2 separate regions of the Danio rerio genome follow, and region 1 is linked to region 2. The links are chromatin contacts, called in public Hi-C maps. All regions are on one chromosome and are shown on one strand. Each heading gives the region's core, a stretch centred on a gene start, on an enhancer-like site or on the middle of the called end of the contact. The rest is flanking DNA. Distances are from core to core; before and after follow the strand shown.

The links. A called contact is a pair of places that touch in the nucleus more often than the background predicts.
Region 1: a contact with region 2 is called in a Hi-C map of an unstated tissue, with 2.2 times the contacts expected there. The contact joins the promoter of gdf10b here to the enhancer-like site in region 2. A contact is called at or near these places in 2 of 18 Hi-C or Micro-C datasets (caudal fin and an unstated tissue).

The regions. Positions count from the first base shown.
Region 1 is chr12:3,026,786-3,031,694 of GRCz12tu, reverse strand. gdf10b (growth differentiation factor 10b) reads right to left here and starts at 3,497. Exons shown (of 3, transcript XM_068224687.2): 1 at 3,121-3,497. The coding sequence starts at 3,358. All of the region lies in intron 24 of frmpd2 (FERM and PDZ domain containing 2), which reads right to left. All of the region lies in intron 4 of LOC103911892 (a long non-coding RNA gene), which reads left to right.
Region 2 is chr12:2,990,279-2,995,451 of GRCz12tu, reverse strand. All of the region lies in intron 24 of frmpd2 (FERM and PDZ domain containing 2), which reads right to left. The region is part of intron 4 of LOC103911892 (a long non-coding RNA gene); the gene reads left to right. Among named protein-coding and RNA genes, the nearest start is that of gdf10b, 35 kb to the left of the region's middle. Within about 2 kb of position 1,666, at least 3 of the 62 cell types and tissues checked have an H3K27ac peak or open chromatin away from gene starts, as enhancers often do.

The DNA of each region.
Region 1 (4,909 bases), core at 2,248-4,747, 34 kb before region 2:
TTCACCTTTGCAGTCACATTTAATAGACTTAAAATGCTGGGTTCAACACAATTCCTTCATGTTGTCCCAGCAAAAATAGATTTTGTTAAATTGATTACAAATTTATGTGGATTTAACATAAAACAATCACATTGTCCTTATAAAAATACTTATCATTGTGTTTTTTCAACTCATTTTAATTTTGTAGCTTGAAAAAGCAGCAATTTTTGTTGTTTAAAATATTTTAATAAATATTCCAAAGCTGGATTTGAATGTTTTTAGTTGTATATCACAAAACTTTACTAATAACATGCATATATAATGACTTGATTTTATTATTATTTTTTTTAAATAATTTTTACATTTTTACAGAATATTATTTTTAAATATACATACTGGCTGTTATATATTTCCCAGCAAGCACAAGACGTCAGATTGACATGTACCCATTATACAGTTGAAGTCAGAATTATTAGCTCCCCTTTACATTTTTTTCTTTTTTAAATATCTCCTAAATGATGTTAAACAGATTCAGAAAATTTTCACAGTATGTCTAATAATATTTTTTCTTCTAGAGAAAGTCTTATATGTTTTATTTCGGCTAAAATAAAAGCAGTTTTAAATTTTTTAAACGCATTTTAAGGTAAAATATATTAGCCCCTTTAAGCTATTTATTTTTTCGATAGTCTACAGAACAAACCATCGTTATTCAATAACTTGCCTAATTACCCTAACCTGCCCAGTTAACCTAGTTAAGCCTTTAAATGTCACTTTAAGCAGTATAGAAGTGTCTTGAAGAATATCTAGTCTAATATTATTTACTGTCTTTATGGTAAAGATAAAATGAATCAATTATTATAAGTGAGTTATAGTAAAACTATAATGTTCAGAAATATGTTCTCTCCGTTAAACAGAAATTAGGAAAATAAACAGGGGGGCGAATAATTCAGAAGATATAATAATTCTGACTTCAGTTGTTTGTTGACGATTCGGAAGATCAACCTTTTGCATAAGTTTGTGTTAGTTTCTGTAATTCAGTGAATGAAATGTATGTATTTGTTTAAATAACATCTAATCTATTAATCAAACATACTGTATTTGAGTTTTCAGTGTTTTGAGGATTTTCGCAGAGATGGGTTGCGGCTGGAACTGCATGCGCTGCGTAAAAACTTACTGGATAAGTTGACGGTTCATTCCGCTGTGGCGACCCCTTACTAATAAAGGAACTAAGCCAACAAGAAAATGAATGTTTTGAGGATATTTAGCATATTTTGACGTAGTTACCTCTGATTAGCTATTTTAGAAGTTCCTGTAGGTCAAACTATGCATCTAATTTGACATTACTTTTAAAATATACAGTACGTAGATACAAACACCTATTTTAAGTGTCTTGCGGACACTTATGTCTCTTGATCTGCAGTTTCAGACTGCAGTTTCGTATAGACTGATTGGCGCAATTGGGCATTGTAAATGGTATGAACCATTATAGAGTAGTTAAAAGTATATTTATAATTCAATAGTTTAATTATTAATATTATTTTAGATACAGATCAGAGCAAACACCTCTATACATTTGATTTTCGTTAATTAGGGGGACCAGACCCCCCCTAACACCCCTGTAATTCGCACCCTGGTTGTACCCCATCGTCGTGGGGACGTTGCATTTTGTTTGCCAAATAAACGTCAGGCTGACGTCAGTGTCAGACGTCCAATCTAAAATCAACCAAATATCAACGTGTAATGATGGTACAGCTTGACGTTGTGTGGACATTAGCACTATGACGTCTATCAGACGTTGGATTTTGATTGCCATACCTGACGAATAAATGCCAGTATTTGTGGTCAGTATGACGTTGGATTTAGACGTTGGCTCAACGTTGGATATCGGTTACTTTCCACAACCTAAAATAAACCAAATATCAACGTGTAATGATGTTACAGCTTGAGGTTGTGTGGACTTTACCACTATGACGTCTATTAGACGTTGGATTTCATTTGCCATACCAGTCGAATAAATGCCAGTATTTGACGTCAATATGACGTTGGTTTAAGATGTTGACTCGACGCTGGATTTTGGTCACTTTCCAACACAACCTAAAATCAACCAACTATCAACGTTTAATGACGCTACAGCTTGACATTGTGTGGATGTTACCACTGTGATGTCTATCAGACGTTGGATTTTGGTTGCTTACTTGATGAATAAATGTCAGTATTTGACGTCAATATGACGTTAGATTAAGATGTTGGCTCGACGTTGGATTTTGTCAATTTCCAACACAACCTAAAATCAACCAAATATCAACATCATTTGATGCCATTATTGGACGTCAAAATAACGTCCTTAGATGCTGACTAGACATTGAATTTTGGTCACCTGATATCACAACCTAAATCTAACTTAATATTAAAATATATATATATACCCACATGAAAAAAATACTATAGTGATTTATAAAAAAATATTCTAGTGTATAAGTGTTTTACACTGTATATATTATAGTGTTGACAACTCTGTTAATAAATGCTAGAGAATACTATTAATTAACTACAGTTAACTGATAATATTGTAGTATACTTTAGTTTTACCACAGTGAACTGCTGTATTGTAGTATAAGATATCCAATATTTGTCGAAAACTACATTTTGGGGTAATTTGTTTATATTTTACTATTGTGTTCCCAATAGAATTACCACAAGAAGTATTCACTATTGTCATTCGTTCATTTTCCTTCAGCTTCCACAGCTGAATGAACCACCAACTATTCAAGCATATGTTTTACACAGCGGATGCTCTTCCAGCTGCAACCCCATACTGGGAAAGTATTCGCTATAGTATGGTTCAAAAACATAGTATTTACTCAACATTACTATAGTTTTTTTTTCAAGTGGGGTGTAAGTAATTAAATATAAACGATTAAAGTCGATTAAATAACGTTTTAAAGACAGTATAAGGTTTAAAAACACTATATTTACATTAGTGTTTTCATTTGGGGTGCAAGTAATTAAATAGAAATCAAGTCGTTAAACAAAGTTAATTAATATATCTTAAGATATTAACTCACCACATTTACAGTGTTTATTTACAGTATATCAGTCGCACAGTTTGTAAATTACTCCTTTTTTTTTACTTTCACTCACCTGGAACTCCTCTAAAGCTTCGTATTGTGTTCACATTGAGTTGCTGTTGATGCTGCTGCTGCTTCTTGCTGTATTTATCATAAACTCTGTACATATGAACCGTCATCATATCTCGAGCAGGGCTGTGGATGGTGGGCTCTTCTGCGGGAATATCTCCGTTCAGCTCCGAGCTCACCAAGTAAACTTTGACGACGTTCAAACAGAGCAAAACGCGCGCCACCGCACAAACCGATGCCATATTCACGGGTTATCCTTCGCAAAATGAATGCAAACTCTCCTTTAAAAGCCAACGCAGGCGAATGAGTGTGTGCGAGTGATGTGGAGCGGTTGGCTGCAGCTCATACACTTGTTTCTCTGCTGAAGCGATGACAGATGATGATGACGCGAAGCCAACGAGAAGCTTATAAAGCATCATGCTGAACGCAAAAAAAAGCATCCTGAAAGCACGAACACACACACACACACACACACACACACACACACACACACACACACACACACACATCTGTAGTGTTTGAGTTTCGTGTGCGCATGTATGAAATGCACGCATTCATCTCTTATTGCATTACACAGTTTACATTTTAACATTTAGGTATGCTTAAAAATTCTTAATAATAATAATAATAAACATTTCAATTCAGTCGTGGCAAAATAAAATGCAAAATAATCGTTCTTTTAAGAGCTGTTTACTGAAAGAGTTTTATTGCATCATTGCATAACCACTTAAAAACGTGAGAAAAATATATAAAGAACGCTTTTAAAATTGAAGATTTTTTTTATTATCATTCATAAAGCCATAAGTTCCGTTAGAGAACACATTATATATATATATATATATATATATATATATATATATATATATATATATATATATATATATATATATATATATACATACTTGTTAAAATACATGCTGTGTAATTAGTTTGCATATTTTTTTGCATGCATTTAGACGTATTTACAAAAATTTTAGTTCTCCACTGGCACTTATGGTTCCATAAATAATAATAAAAAAACATGATATTTTTATGCAATGATGCAATACAAACTGTCACTAAACAGTTCTTAAAAGAACAATTATTTTCTTGGTGTAAAAAAGATTGTAATATAGTTATTTTTTTATTGTAATCATTCATAATACTAATAAAAAACCTTTATTTTGTAAAAGCTTAAAAATTGTTCTCTTCAATAAGAATAAAATAAAGTATAAAAGCATGTATTAAATATAAATAAATAATTAAATATGTATACAATGTGACAAGATTTCCTTGGTGCTCCTGTTTCCCCCACAAGACGTACGCTATAGGGAAATTGCCCAAACTAAATTGGCCATAGTGAGTGTGTATAGGTGTTTCCCAGTACTAGGTTGCAGCTGAAAGGGCATCCGCTGTGTAAAACATATGCTGGATAAGTTGGTGGTTCATTCCGCTGTGGCAACCCCTGATGATTAAAGGGACTAAACTGAAGAAAAATGAAATGTTGTCTCAAAACAAATCGATTGAGTTAAGTTGATTGAACACTAACAATATTAAGTTGTCGCAACAAAATCTTAATAATTGTGTTTTTTTTAGCTTAAATTGAATTATTGAATTGAATTGAATTAGTTGTAAGCTACATTGGCCATAGTGTATGTGTGTGAATGAGTGTGTATGGATGTTTCCCAGTACTGGGTTGCAGCTGGAAGGGCATCCGCTGTGTAAAACATATGCTGGAATAGTTGGCGGTTCATTCCTTGGTGGCGACCCCTAATAGATAAAGGGACTAGGCTGATGGAAAATGAATGAATTAG
Region 2 (5,173 bases), core at 417-2,916:
TATTATTATTATTATTATTATTATAACTACATATTTTTATTAAACATCTATTAATTATAAAGGGCATTAGTATGAATGAGCTTTGATACACATCATAATCACAAAACACTGAAATTAAAGTTATCACAGTTTGTTTAATATTATGATTAATTTTATTATATATTTTTTATTAGACATGCATTAATTATGAAGTGCATCAGTTCCTGTTTGCTGGATCTGGACATATTTTCCCATTCTTTCTTTCTTTTTTTTTATTAAAGCATTATTAATTGTGAACAAAACCAACAGGTTACGAGGAGATTCGAGCATTACCAAACTCAGAAACAAAGAAATATATTAAAACCAGACAATAAGACAAAGCACAGTGCTGTCAGCTTAATAGCAAAGAAGTCTAAAAGTTATTTTGTGTACATAAACTAAAGGAATATGTGCATTGCTTTATGGAAGTGGGCGGGACTAACAATCATTTTTGGCTCACTGCAGCTCTCTGATTAGTGGACTCTTCTGTATTGTATGATATTTTGGTGATGTAGTAAATATAAGTTGAATGTGTTGACATACGGGTTAATTCTAAGCAAATATGATCAATTAACAATCAGATTTTATAATGCGTTTGCCTTTTTATGAGTTTAGTTTTATATTATTACTTTTAGTTTTTGTTGTAACTGTAGCTCTTTATTATAAATTTAAACAATGTGCAATTTAAAAAAAAGGTTTAATTTAATTCATGTTTGATTAGAATAACTTCCCCTCCCTCTTCAGTATCATCTCTTCTCTGATTAATGTTTACTAGAGTAAGAACGGGATCAACCATCCTGTCATTCACATGAGATACGCTCCAATGAGCCAATCAATCTCCCACGGACAAAATCAAGACCCGCCCTACATCTACTGTATACACAAACAAATTAATAAACAGTGCTGAAATTTAATTTCATATATAATTAAGCATCCTAAAAGCATTCAGGTTCAGGGAGCCTTGTTTGAAAGTCTAAATAAGTGAGGCACATAATTATTTCTGAAACTCTTTAGTTCTGTCATAATCTAAACTGGAATATAATATTAAAATCAAATTATAAGAACATAATGTAAAAACACGATCGCCTTACAGCAAGAAGGTGACTGGTTCGAGCCCCTGCTGAGTCAGTTAGCATTTCTATGTGGAGTTTGCATGTTCTCCCCATGTTGGTGTGAGTTTCCTTCGGGTGCACTAGTTTCCCCCACAGTCCAAACACATGCGCTATAGGGGAAATGATGAACTAAATTGGCCGTAGTGTATCACTGTGAATGTAAGGGTGTTTCCCAGTGATGTCGGTTCATTCCGCTGTGGCGACCCCTGCCCTGATGAATAAAGGGACTAAGCCAAAAATAAAATGAATGAAACTACACTTTAAGAAAAAAAGGCTGTTGGGTCAAATATGGATAAGCTCAACCCATTAGGGTAAACAGTGTCATTTAAATTGAATTGAACAAATGTGTTCACATTTAACCCAATGTTGGGTTACAACAACCCAGTATTTATATTTTTAGTATCTTTCATGATCAGTTTTGGTGAGAAAAATACATTTTTTGAATTATTATTTTAATGATAAAAGCAATGCCACACGGCCTCGTCTCAACCAGGATTTCACAACTGATTTATAAAAATGCCATAGACTGAAACTTGAGCTTTGACCCCGTGTTGACTCCTGAGTTTCCGCTTTGAGCTGCTCGTCTGCCGCCTTCCTCAAAATAATCCTTCATGACTCATTTGCACCATCTGCTGGTTATTTATTTTGCCCATGAACAGCCGTTGGTTAAACATTAGCAAACTACCCAACAAGAATTTTCAACTGTTATTAATTCAAATCCTTCAGGGTCCATATGTTATTTAGAGGTATTAATCAAGTCCGTGCTTTTGATGCATCGTCTTTTGATGTCACTAAATCATATGTGGGCAAAACCTGTTTTAATATATATACCAAGAGTAATAATAAAGCTATGCGTACCCTTTTCCAAAGAGAATTTATTACTGTACCTTATATTTAATCTTATTGGATGTCTTTATTAAAGGATCAAGTGATTTGCTGGAAAAAAGTGTGGCTGTTACCACAGAAATACCATGTTAGAAATAAAATATCTTACAAACTTCTCCACAGATTTTATCCAGCAAAACATTATTTACAAAAATTTAAAAGTGGGATTGATATAAATTGTATTTTTTGTAATGAATATGAGGAGACGGCGCTTATTTTGGCATTGCGCATACTCAGTCAACTTATGGAGTGAGGTGCAAAAATTTATTAATAACAAATTACAGTGTTCTAAACCTCTATCATTGTTGTGGGAACATGTACTTTTTGGCATTTCTATGTACCCTATTCAAGAGGAAAATTGTTTTCATTTAATTAATTTAATTATTTTGCTAACAAAATTTTACATTCATAAATGTAAATTTACCAATAAGAAACCCAACTTTAAGGTGTTGATGACTGAATTATGCCTATATATTAGTAGTATCAGAGACTCTCTAAATAAGAAAGCCCTATGCACTTTAAAACTTTGTGAACTCTACAATGTATTCATTTGATGTTTACATATGTATATTTGTATTTGATTTATGCTTACCCCCTGGCATGTATATGTTTATATATATATATATATATATATATATATATATATATATATATATATATATATATATATATATATATATATATATATATATATTTATTTTTGTATTGTTAATATGTTACAATAAAAAAAAAACTACATAAAAAAATAAACATTAGCAAACTACTATTGTTGTTATTTTTTTATTTTTAGTGCTGGGCAAAGATGAACCACATCCAAAATAAAAGTTTGTTTTGACATGCAGTTGAAGTCAGAATTATTAGCCAACAGTTATTAGAAAACAGTTTTGCAAGGGAACGCAAAACATCTTTGCGAGAGAAAAATCTTTTAAAAATATATATTTTTCTATCCCCTTTTTTTTCCACCCATTTTTTCCCCACCATCACATTCCTTCCGGTTCTCCGAAGCTATTAGATCAGTATAGAGTAAAAAAGTCCACAGCTTATTGTTATTGATATAAATTTTATCACGATTCGATATAATATCAATTATCAGCCCAGCCCTAGAATAAACATAAAACAATGAGGTTGTCTTAAAAAATAGTCAATAATTGTGTTGTTTATTTTAAATAAGTAATTTGAACAAACAGCAAACGTCATTTTTTTTTAAGTGTAATCACATTGATTTAAATCTGTTTCCATCATGTCCATCGAAGAACTGGTGGCTCTTAGCACACGTGTGAGGTCCAGTCCAGATGTTAAGGTCAGTCTGCGTTCTCTAATTAGCTTCACTTCCTCTCTACAGTCGTGACTTTACTCTACTCTACAGCCGTACTGTAAGATCTGAGGCCACCGCAAAAAATCCCACCGCGCAAATGACCGTGAAGGTTTATTGGGAGTGATAGGCGTTTTATGAAGCGCCATTGACAGATCCAGCAGACTGATTTATTCCTCTGGCTCAGCGTGGACTCCTGTGGGAAACCTTCCACCATGTTGAGCTTACAGAGGATGTAAAATAAACCCGTGTAGTGTCACCATCTGAAGCCTGTAAAAGCACAAACACAGCGCCTCGGTGCTGGTAAACTCTTGTTTGGTGGTTCCTCTCGTTCCTGAAGAGTAAAGAGCTGTTCACGTGGAACCAGAGCTGTGTTTAAGAGCACGGCTGTGTTTTTGGAAGAGCTGGATTTTTATCATGAGGAATATGTACTTTATACTGTTTTAATAAACAGCCAATATTTTAATAACAGGTAGATAATAAGCCACTAGTTAATAGTGAGAATTGGTATTAAAGTGTCACCATAATCTGTAATGAATAACGGTCCAAATGTTTGCAGTTAGTTAGAAGTGAGACGTTACAATCATAATTCGAAGCAGAACATTGACGTTTAAAAAACTTGAACTGAAAATAAATGATTATAAAATATATTATAATATATAATTATAAAAATAAACGTAGGGGACTTAATTTACCGCCTGCGGCAAAATTATTTTAATTATAATTTTAGTGATCTGCTTGAGGTAGGTCAGTTTATTTTTATGCTTTTGATGAAGTAGCATTCAACTTAAGAGCTCTTTAGACCATGCGCCGGACTGTTTCTCTGTGTTTCGCTGGTAATGTCTTTAAATAAATGATTATTTAGGCCTAATAAATTACTCACTTATCATTTACATGGTTTCCGCTACATTCATTCTTCCATGGCGGGGCGCTACGCCAAAATTGATCCCGTCACGGCTACATTACAGCTTTCCAACACGTCGTGTTTTTTGTTTTTTTATTTTAATAGCGGGTTATAGTCGCACCAAAACATATTAAAAGGTAAGTGTATTCTAACTTTTCTGAAACCATAGTAGTGTTGTGCGTTATTTGTTTAACCCTTTAAGGTGATGTGCTGACTGACTGACTGGTGCGTGATGCGTGTGGCCAGCAAACACGACGTATAGCCGATTCACTTCACTTCAGGACGCATTAATGTCACTCTGTAGGTCTATTAAAGGCATTGATAAACATTCCTAGCAAATCTAATAAATGCTGGAGACATACTTGTTTCATAAATGCACTAAATCGCACTTCAGCCGCATGTATTTGAGAGCGCACAAGAAGATCTGCGCTTGAGCAGTATATATTTGAGGGCGTGCAAGAAGTTTTGTGCACGAGCAGAGGAAATCGGCGCACAAGCAAAGAGATTCGTGTGCTCGTAGGCTATTACATAAATGCGATCTCGACTTGTAATCTTGGGCTCACTACATTTGTCATTTAAATAACGCCACAGGTAGATCTGTGTAAAAAAAAATGGCCTGCCGCCACACCTGGAAAAAATCCTAGAGGAAACACTGATTTTTGTACTATGATTAATATATAGAGTGAGATAGCAAAATATAACTAACAATGAAAATGTAAATGAAAACGTAAATTAAAAAGCTTATTTACTGACTGTCTTGGTCATATCACTTTAAAATAACAAACACTGTACATCTCTCTATATTACGGATAAAACACTGCATTGTTTATTTATTCATTCAGGCTTACTTATTTGTATGCATGTTTGTGCTTTCATTTTAGTTGTCTTTTATTTCTTTAATTTTACTTTCCACAATGAATCCTCATTTCACTTAACAAGATT